2 separate regions of the Macaca mulatta genome follow, and region 1 is linked to region 2. The links are chromatin contacts, called in public Hi-C maps. All regions are on one chromosome and are shown on one strand. Each heading gives the region's core, a stretch centred on a gene start, on an enhancer-like site or on the middle of the called end of the contact. The rest is flanking DNA. Distances are from core to core; before and after follow the strand shown.

Evidence for each region. Hi-C and Micro-C count contacts between places; a contact is called where the count stands out from the background.
Region 1: a contact with region 2 is called in a Hi-C map of blood, with 5 times the contacts expected there. The contact joins the enhancer-like site here to the promoter of SNX18 in region 2. A contact is called at or near these places in 8 of 14 Hi-C or Micro-C datasets (CD4 T cells, blood, cortical neurons and 5 more).

What each region holds. Positions count from the first base shown.
Region 1 is chr6:62,637,966-62,642,188 of T2T-MMU8v2.0, reverse strand. It overlaps the pseudogene CSPG4BP. Among named protein-coding and RNA genes, the nearest start is that of ESM1, 150 kb to the left of the region's middle. Within about 2 kb of position 2,813, at least 3 of the 40 cell types and tissues checked have an H3K27ac peak or open chromatin away from gene starts, as enhancers often do. A contact at or near this core is called in blood, where this site is marked.
Region 2 is chr6:62,323,040-62,327,043 of T2T-MMU8v2.0, reverse strand. It overlaps SNX18 (sorting nexin 18), which reads right to left and starts at 2,494. Exons shown (of 2, transcript NM_001261750.1): 1 at 694-2,494. The coding sequence starts at 2,314.

The sequences.
Region 1 (4,223 bases), core at 1,564-4,063, 310 kb before region 2:
TTGTTCCCTGACTTTTTAATGATGGCCACTCTAACTGGTGTGAGATGGTATCTCGTTGTGGTTTTGATTTGCATTTCTCTGATGGCCAGTGATGACGAGCATTTTTTCATGTGTCTGTTGGCGGTATGCGTGTCTTCTTTTGAGAAATGTCTGTTCATATCCTTTGCCCACTTTTTGATGGGGTTGTTTGTTTTTTTCTTGTAAATTTGTTTGAGTTCTTTGTAGGTTCTGGATATTAGCCCTTTGTCAGGTGAGTAGATTGCAAAAATTTTCTCCCATTCTGTAGGTTGCCTGTTCACTCTGATGGTAGGTTCTTCTGCTGTGCAGAAGCTCTTTAGTTTAATTAGATCCTGTTTGTCAATTTTGGCTTTTGTTGCCGTTGCTTTTGGTGTTTTAGACATGAAGTCCTTGCCTATGCCTATGTTAGGACTGAATTTTTAAACAAGTTAGCAAAAAGCTTAGAAGATGATAAGGTTCTAGCCAGAGAAAAAGAATGACACATATGCTTGGGTATGTGCACATGATGTTTCTGTGGGTAAGAAAAATATATATAAATACAAATACAGATAGAAATGTGAAAATTGAATTAGTGATAAAACTACTTGTCTTTAGTGTTAGTGAAGTATCCTGTGACTACATGATTAGAGAAACTCAAAACAGCTGAATTCCATCAAATGTGATTTGGTGTCCATATAAACATTTTAAACCCATGTTCAAAACTGAACTACTGATCTTACTCCCCAAATCTACTCTACATTCAGCTTTCCTGATCTCAACTGACGGTAACCCTGTCCTCTTTTCTGAGGCCCAAGCCATAGAGTCATTGTCACCACCTTTCCTTCTTTCACACCTCCCCACATTGAAATAGTCTGCTGGTTTTGTCTTCAACAGACACCCAGAATTTGGCCACTTCATACCACCTCTGCAACTTCTGGGGCCGCTCTCTTCTGTCATCATCCTTCTCTGGGATGATTGCAGTCACCTCCTAACTGGTCTCTCTGTCCCTCCCACAGTCTGTTCCTGACACAGAAGCTAAAGGATTCTGTGAAAACATGAGTCTGACCAGGTCACTCCTCACCTAAAACTCTATAATGATCCATAATTGCACTCAAGGAAAAGCCAGAGTTTTTACAGTAGTGTTCAAGACCCCAAACCATATGACGACTTCATTATGTTTCAACTCATCTCCTTTTACTCTTCATCTTGCTTATTCTGCTCCTTCCAACTGACTGATTTCCTAGTCCTCCAACAGGTGAGCCCTGCCTTTGGGCTGTTTCCTCTGCCTGGATGGTCCTCCCTTAGATATTTACGTATTCACGGGCTCCCTCTTCACCTCCTTCCAGTCTTTCCTCAAACTGAACCTCATACTTAACATTTGCCCACTCCTGAGGCCTCCCCTTATCTTGCTTTATGTTTTCTTTTTTCATAGTGATATGACTTTTTTTGACACCTTATTTAATTCATTTCTTTATTATGCCATTGCTTCTTCTCTGTGTTCCTTTGTCCCTTCCTGCTGGAATGGAGGCGTTTGAGAACAGGACTCTTTTTTTGGTTACTGATGTACTGCAAACACCCAGAACATTGTCTGGAAGATGGGAAATGCTCGATAAATGCTTGATGAATCATTGAATTAAGATGTTTAGGCAATGTGAATAGATTTTAAATGTAATTGGAAAACAGGGACTATTACTCAGATACAATTGCAGATGTGTGCTATCAGCACAGCAAACATTGCAAGGTCATAAGAACCAGATATCTGTCTTCTTGTAAGACAGGTAGGACAAATAGAATAAAAAAATATGCAATGTGGTTTTTATTTCCCCTCAACTATTTAAAAGCTAGTGAAATAATTTGTGTCTTACAGCAATGAATGGAAATCCTTAAATAAATCCTATGAAGTAGGTCCTGAATTATCTGAGACCCCATATAGAGTATCCAGCATGTGTCATACACACAAAAGGGGCTTAGTCATCATCAATTTTTGGTGTTTTTCTACATTATACAAATGTACATGCACTTTACATAATGAAATTGGATTAATTATGAATATTATTTCTTTATTGAAACCTCATAAACCTCATAAATTAACTAAACAGTACTTCATGCTTTGTATTTCATCTGGCATTTAATTATACATCTGTTTCAAATGAAGAAAGTTCATGCTTTAAAAACTCTGGTGAATTGCTTTGGATTTTAAATCTTTGTGCAAGAGGACAGGATGTCATTGTTATCCAGTTTACTAATGTGATGTGATTGACATTGGTCCTCAAAAGATCTGTGATTCACTTCTTTTTAAGGTGTGGATGAATTCTGTTCACTGAGATGACCGGTGGTGACCTCTGTGCAGAAGATGGGGACTCCTCTCCACAGGACCTGGCCTACTGGGTCACTCCACCCAGCAATGGGCATTGGGCTCTTAAGTCCTTTCCCAGCCAAAGCATTCAGAACTTCACCCAGGCACCAATCAATGAGGGCCAGCTAGTTTTTGTACATGCCGGTATGTTACAGAGAAAAACAATGTGAAACTAAAATGCACTTTAATCAGTGGTTAATGTGATGATCATATGACTGAAAACCACAGGCCATCTAGAAACTCTCCAGGCACTAGACTTTTTAAAAAAGTGACAAGTTTTAATAAGGCTAATAATAGCAAACATTAGCATTCCTATAACTCTCATTTGATTTACTCAAATTTTCATGTAAGGTCTGTGCTCAAATATAAGCTTCTCTGAGAGCCTTTTCCTGAACACCACTAAAATAGAATCCCTTCTCTGCCACGTTCCATCCCTTTCCCAGAATACCTGACCTTATAGTATAGATTGAATTGGATATTTGTTTGTTATCTGTCTTTCCCTATAGATTATAAGGGCAAAAACTTTGTTTTGTTCATTGTTGTATCCTTAGCACCTAGCAGTGCTTAATAAAACATGGTAGGCGCTTAATAAACATTTGTTGAAAGAATGAAATAATATTGAACACCTATTACGTATCCAGTTATAAGTTCCAGATGTTAGGAATACATTAGTAAACACCACAAAGAGAAATTTGTTCAATGAATGAATATATGAATGAATGAATGAATATAACTTTAATTCTAAGAGATCCTGACTTTGAAAGGCCTTTTCTTCTTCCTCCTGTTCATCAATAAATCAGTAGGCCAAATGACTGCTGTAAATCTGCTGAAGGTGACCCAGCCACTCTGCAAGGGTGGCTTGGCTTTGTTTTCAGGCTGCCCTTGTCAGAGGAGAAGCAGGCCATTCCCAGTCTGCAGCACGAATGGGAGGGAGCATGAGCTAGGAGGGTTGGACGAGAAAGTTAAAAAGCCCTGTTTTCAGTTATTTCAAATTATCTTCTTTGAAAATATAGCAAAGAAAATAAAGGTAAAATATCCTCTAAATCCAAATGGAGTAATTTCCTGACTACCTTCACAGTTAATGCAAAGGCTCCCCCAAAGAATCGGAAAAGAATTTACTATGCGAATGCTCTCACATAGTGGTTCTAAACCTGTAGCCTGGACTTGTGGAGGTTAGTTTCATTGCAGCAAGGTCCTAAATCTACCTACATATGTACCAAAGCTTAGTTTCTAGACTAAATGGTATTTTCCACATGCAAGTTTCTATTTTTCAAATGTGTGAAGATGTGCTGGTTAAATAAAATACAATTCCTCTGAAGAGGCACTGAATCGATAGGATGTTTCTGCCACTTATGTATTGTTAGTATTATATAAGTATTGTTAGGTGAGGGCCTAGAAAGTTTTTCATTTTTATGAAAGGATTATAATATTTTCAAAATGGAGACGACTGCTCTAGAGAATTGCACAAAAGAAGTTTTGGTTTTCTAAAACTGTGAAATCCACAGTAGAAAGGAATTATTGACTAACTACCACCTGTCAGGCACCACAAGAGGTGCAGTTCTGCAATCCATGTCTTTTCATCACATGAGGTCCTCTGGGCCATAGGGAGGAATGACTCCATTTTCGAGATAAAGAAACTGAGGTGGGTGGATCATGAGGTCAGAAGATCGAGACCATCCTGGCCAACATGGTAAAACCCCATATCTACTAAAATAAAATAAATAAATAAATAAATAAATAAATAAATAAATAAATAAAAAATTAACCGTGCATGGTGGTGGTTGCCTGTAGTCCCAGCTACTTGGGAGGCTGAGGCAGGGGAATCGCTTGAACGCAGGAGGCAAAGGTTGCAGTGAGCCGAGATCATGCC
Region 2 (4,004 bases), core at 1,245-3,744:
CCTATACAATTTTCCTAAACAACGTTCTCAATTTCAGTACATTAATGATTCCAAACTCAAAATGAGTACGCTTTTCCTAAAATTAGGGTTTTTACTTCACTTCACAAAGTAAATTAGGGTTTTTACTTTACTTCGCGAAGGTTGCAGGCAAGAATTCTTTGCAGGAAGTTCTTAAGCTCAGAGAATTGATCTTAATTCCTCTACCGAAGCAGAGATTGAGAGGTGTGGAAGGGTGAAAGCAGATTTCTCTTTATTTACAGACATCCGTTCTTCTCCACTATTTCCTCGCTTTTTGAAACCGATCACTAAGTGACAGTGCAGTGTTCAAAGAGATGCCCAACATGGTTTGGGTCCCCTTCTAATTCTACCCTCGTCTGAAGATTACAGATCTGAGCAGCTCATTACTCAACTATTCAAACTCTAAAACTATAGCACTCTTATCAAAGGTACTCTTTGAACCTTCGAGAAAGAGTACTCACTCCCTACTGGGAGATACTCGAGGAGGAAGCTGCCTGTCGAGCAATCCACCTTACACTCGGGAAAAGAGCCAGGCGTCCACGTCTCTGCTCGCTTCCCCACCGGTAGAATATGAGTCTACCAGTACTACTACCCACAGTAGTACTGCTGTCGAAGTCGCCCCTTTCAGCCTGCACAATACACTCCATATCACCTGATCTAAGGGCCAGGCTTTACCTTTCTGAACGTGGATGATGTCCGGGAAGTTGGCCAGATGCCCCTGATACAGTGCTAATAGGTCCATGACGGGATCCAGGTCCTGCCTGGGCTGCTCCGCGAAGAGCTCGCCAATGGCGTCATAGGCATCTCCGGTGAAGGCGATGGCCTGGTTCAGGCCCACCGAGAAGGCCTGCTGGTCCAGCTCAAAGGCCTGGCTGAGGCCGCGGAAGGACTGGCCCACCTTCTGATACTCCTTTTTGAAGCCAGTCACCTGCTTGCGCGCGAACTCGTTGGCGGTGTGGTTGAGCTGCAGCGCGCTGTCGTCCATCTTCTTGGTGAAGCACTTGAAGCCGTCGATCTTGCTCTCCACCTCCTGCAGGTCAAGGGCAGCGGCGGGGGGTGTGCTGAGGGTCAGGAAGAAGTTGGCACCCACCATCTCGTCCTTCTCGGCCTTCCTCTTGCCCTGCTTCCAGGCTTTCTCGTCGGTGCTGCTGGGGCACGTCAGGAAGTGCTGGAAGACGTCGCACTGCGCCAGCACCGGGTGGCTGGCCATGTGGTTCATCCACCAAATCAGGCCCTTCCTTCGCTTAGAGATGAAGTCCTCCTCGAAGCGGCCGGTGGCCTGCTTCTCGGGCAGGTGGGGCACGGAGATGACCGGGAACTTCTCCGCCAGGCGAGCGTACAGCCAGTCGAAGTGCTTGTAGCGCCGATGCACCGGCACCTGCGTGTGCGTGGGCACCAGCTTGTAGGAGATGTAGCTCTTCATGCCCTTGAACTTGGTCTGCTTGGTGGGGTCGTCGATGGTGCACTGGAACGGGTAGGGGTTCTCCTGCCACTCGGGGCCGTAGGGCCCCAGCACCACGCACAGCTTGTCCCCGTCCTTCACGAAGCCTGACGCCTCCCCCAGCACGAAGGCCTCCCCGCCGGACTTGACGAAGGTGGAGAAGCGGTTGAGGTTGCGGCTCACTGTGGCCGAGCTCTTGGCCCCCGACGGGTGGTGCTGCGGAGGCGCCGAGCCGCTGCGGGAGCCCAGGGACAGGTCGGAGCGCGTGGACAGGCGGTAGCGGCCGGCTGCGCCCACACCCGCCGAGGACGAGCCGTCGAGGTCCGGGTATGCTCCGCTGCCCAGAGCGCCCGGCTCGTCAGCCACCGTGGAGCTGTCGTCCCACTCGTCGTCCCAGTCATCATCGCTGCCCTGGCTGGCCTGGTAGCCGCCGTAGAGCTGCTGAGGCGACGGCTGCAGGGCGCCCCCACCGTACGGGAAGCCCGCGCCTGGCGGCTGGAAGGTGCTCGGAGGCGGCGCCTGCTGTGGCTGCAGCAGCGGCTGGAAGGTGTCTGGCGGCGGCTTGAAGGAGGCGGGCGGCGCGGCGGGCAGGGGCTCGAAGCCCCCGGGGGGCACATTGGCGTAGCGTGCCGGGGCGCTCGGGCCGCCGTCTCCCGCCAGGCTGGGCTCTGGGGCGCGGATCACCTGCACGTAGGAGGCTGGGAAGAGGCCGCGGTCGCCGCGGCTGTTGACCCCTTCGAGCCAGCCCTCGATGTCCTGCTCGCTGCACAGGCTCAGCACCTCGTGCTCCCGCAGCGAGATCTCGCCCGGGTTCTCAGACCTGAAGTCGTACAGCGCCCGGGCGCGCAACGCCATGGTCCCGGCGCCCTGACTAGCGGTCCCGACTCCCGGCGTCCCGAGCCGAGGCCCACCTAAGGAGCCCGCGGTGCAGCTCGACCCTGGCGCGCGGACTGGAGCCCCCAAAGCGGCGAACCCACGCTGCCCGGACCCGCCGGTCGCGCCCTCCGCTCGCGGTGCCTCCACTTCGCAGTGCCGACTGCCTCGCTGCGCCGCCGCAGCCGCCACCGGTCGGGGGCGGGGCCGGCGGCCTCCCACGTCTCCAGCTGCGCTAATCCACGGCCGAGAGCCCATTGCCAGGCGAGAGCAAGCGATGGCCGAGCCGCCGAGCCCACCGCCCGCCTCGGCTTTGCGGCGGCCACTGCCCCCTCGTGGCCGGTGCTGCGAAGCCGGGCGCCATAGTGAGTGCAGCTGAAGGAGGTTTCTATTCTGAAATGAATTATCTGAGATTTTTTTAGTCTTTTAAGTTAAACATTCTCTAGAAAGTAAGTTAGTATTTGCATGCATGATAAACGTTTCCACTCTGAGCGCTCAGTGAATGCTCCTAGAATGGCTTAACCCACGCATGTAATATTTTGCAATGCGAATAAGTGATTGCACTAAGAAAACAGGACGCCTCTGCGGAGGGGCTGTTCGCCTATGGAGCGGGCTCCCTTCCCTCTTCTGCTCAAGGAGAGGAGATTGACAAGAACAAAGTAAGAGCCAGGGAAGGTGCTGTGATTGACAAAATTAGAAGCAAAGAGGGAGAGTTTCCAGTACAATAAATGTGCACACATTTATTACATGCATGTGTTGTCTCTCCTCCCAAAGATATATGTAGTGCTGTGAATGAGAGCTCAAACTTCGGAGCCAGGCTTCTAAATTTCAATCTGTGTTCTGACACTAACTAGCTGTATGACCTGGAGCAAGTCACTTATATCGTTCCTACCTCCAGGGGTTGTTGTGGGGATTTCATCATAAAGTAATCCCTGTTTTACAGATGAGGAAAGTGAAACAATATCTGGCAGGGTAAGCAGATTTGAAGGGTTTGCTGCTGCTTTTGCTGTTGTTATTGTTATTTGGGGGAAGCAAAATCCCTGGCCTCTTTCACAAAGGGAATAGGGGTACTAAACTCACAATTGCAGGGTACATGCACGAGGAAGCGTCCCAATGCTCACATTGCCACTCCTAGTATGAGGTCAGTGACCATCCATCCGTTGTCTCCATGTCTCACTATATTTATATTATTTTTAAGATAAATAGAACAAAAATGACTTCCTGAAATAATCAGTTCCAATCTATCGTTGCCTTGTTTCCTATCTTCTTTTCCTTCAGTGTATAATTTGCCCAAAGCTTTTTCTTCTCATAATCCCCTCTTATTAATTCTAGCCTAATTATTCCTTTGAAGACACTTCTAATTGGGGTTCCGCATTCATGTGTCATTAATTTCAGCCTGTCCTCTGACCCTTTTCAAGGAAATCTGGGAAACGGGCCAGAAGAGTGTACAATTATTCTAAGGGCTGCGGTATTGTAAGCATCTTGCACAAAACCACCAACCCACTACACCAGAATCACTCCCACAGTGTTTATCCTAATGCAAAACCTTAATTCAATTCAGTAAGCATATTCTAAATTACATTTTTAGCTGAAAATTCTGGGTTTTGACTGTTCTCACAGTAAGCAACAGGGGTCATTGAATTTCAATGCCAACATTTCATGTGGTCAGAAA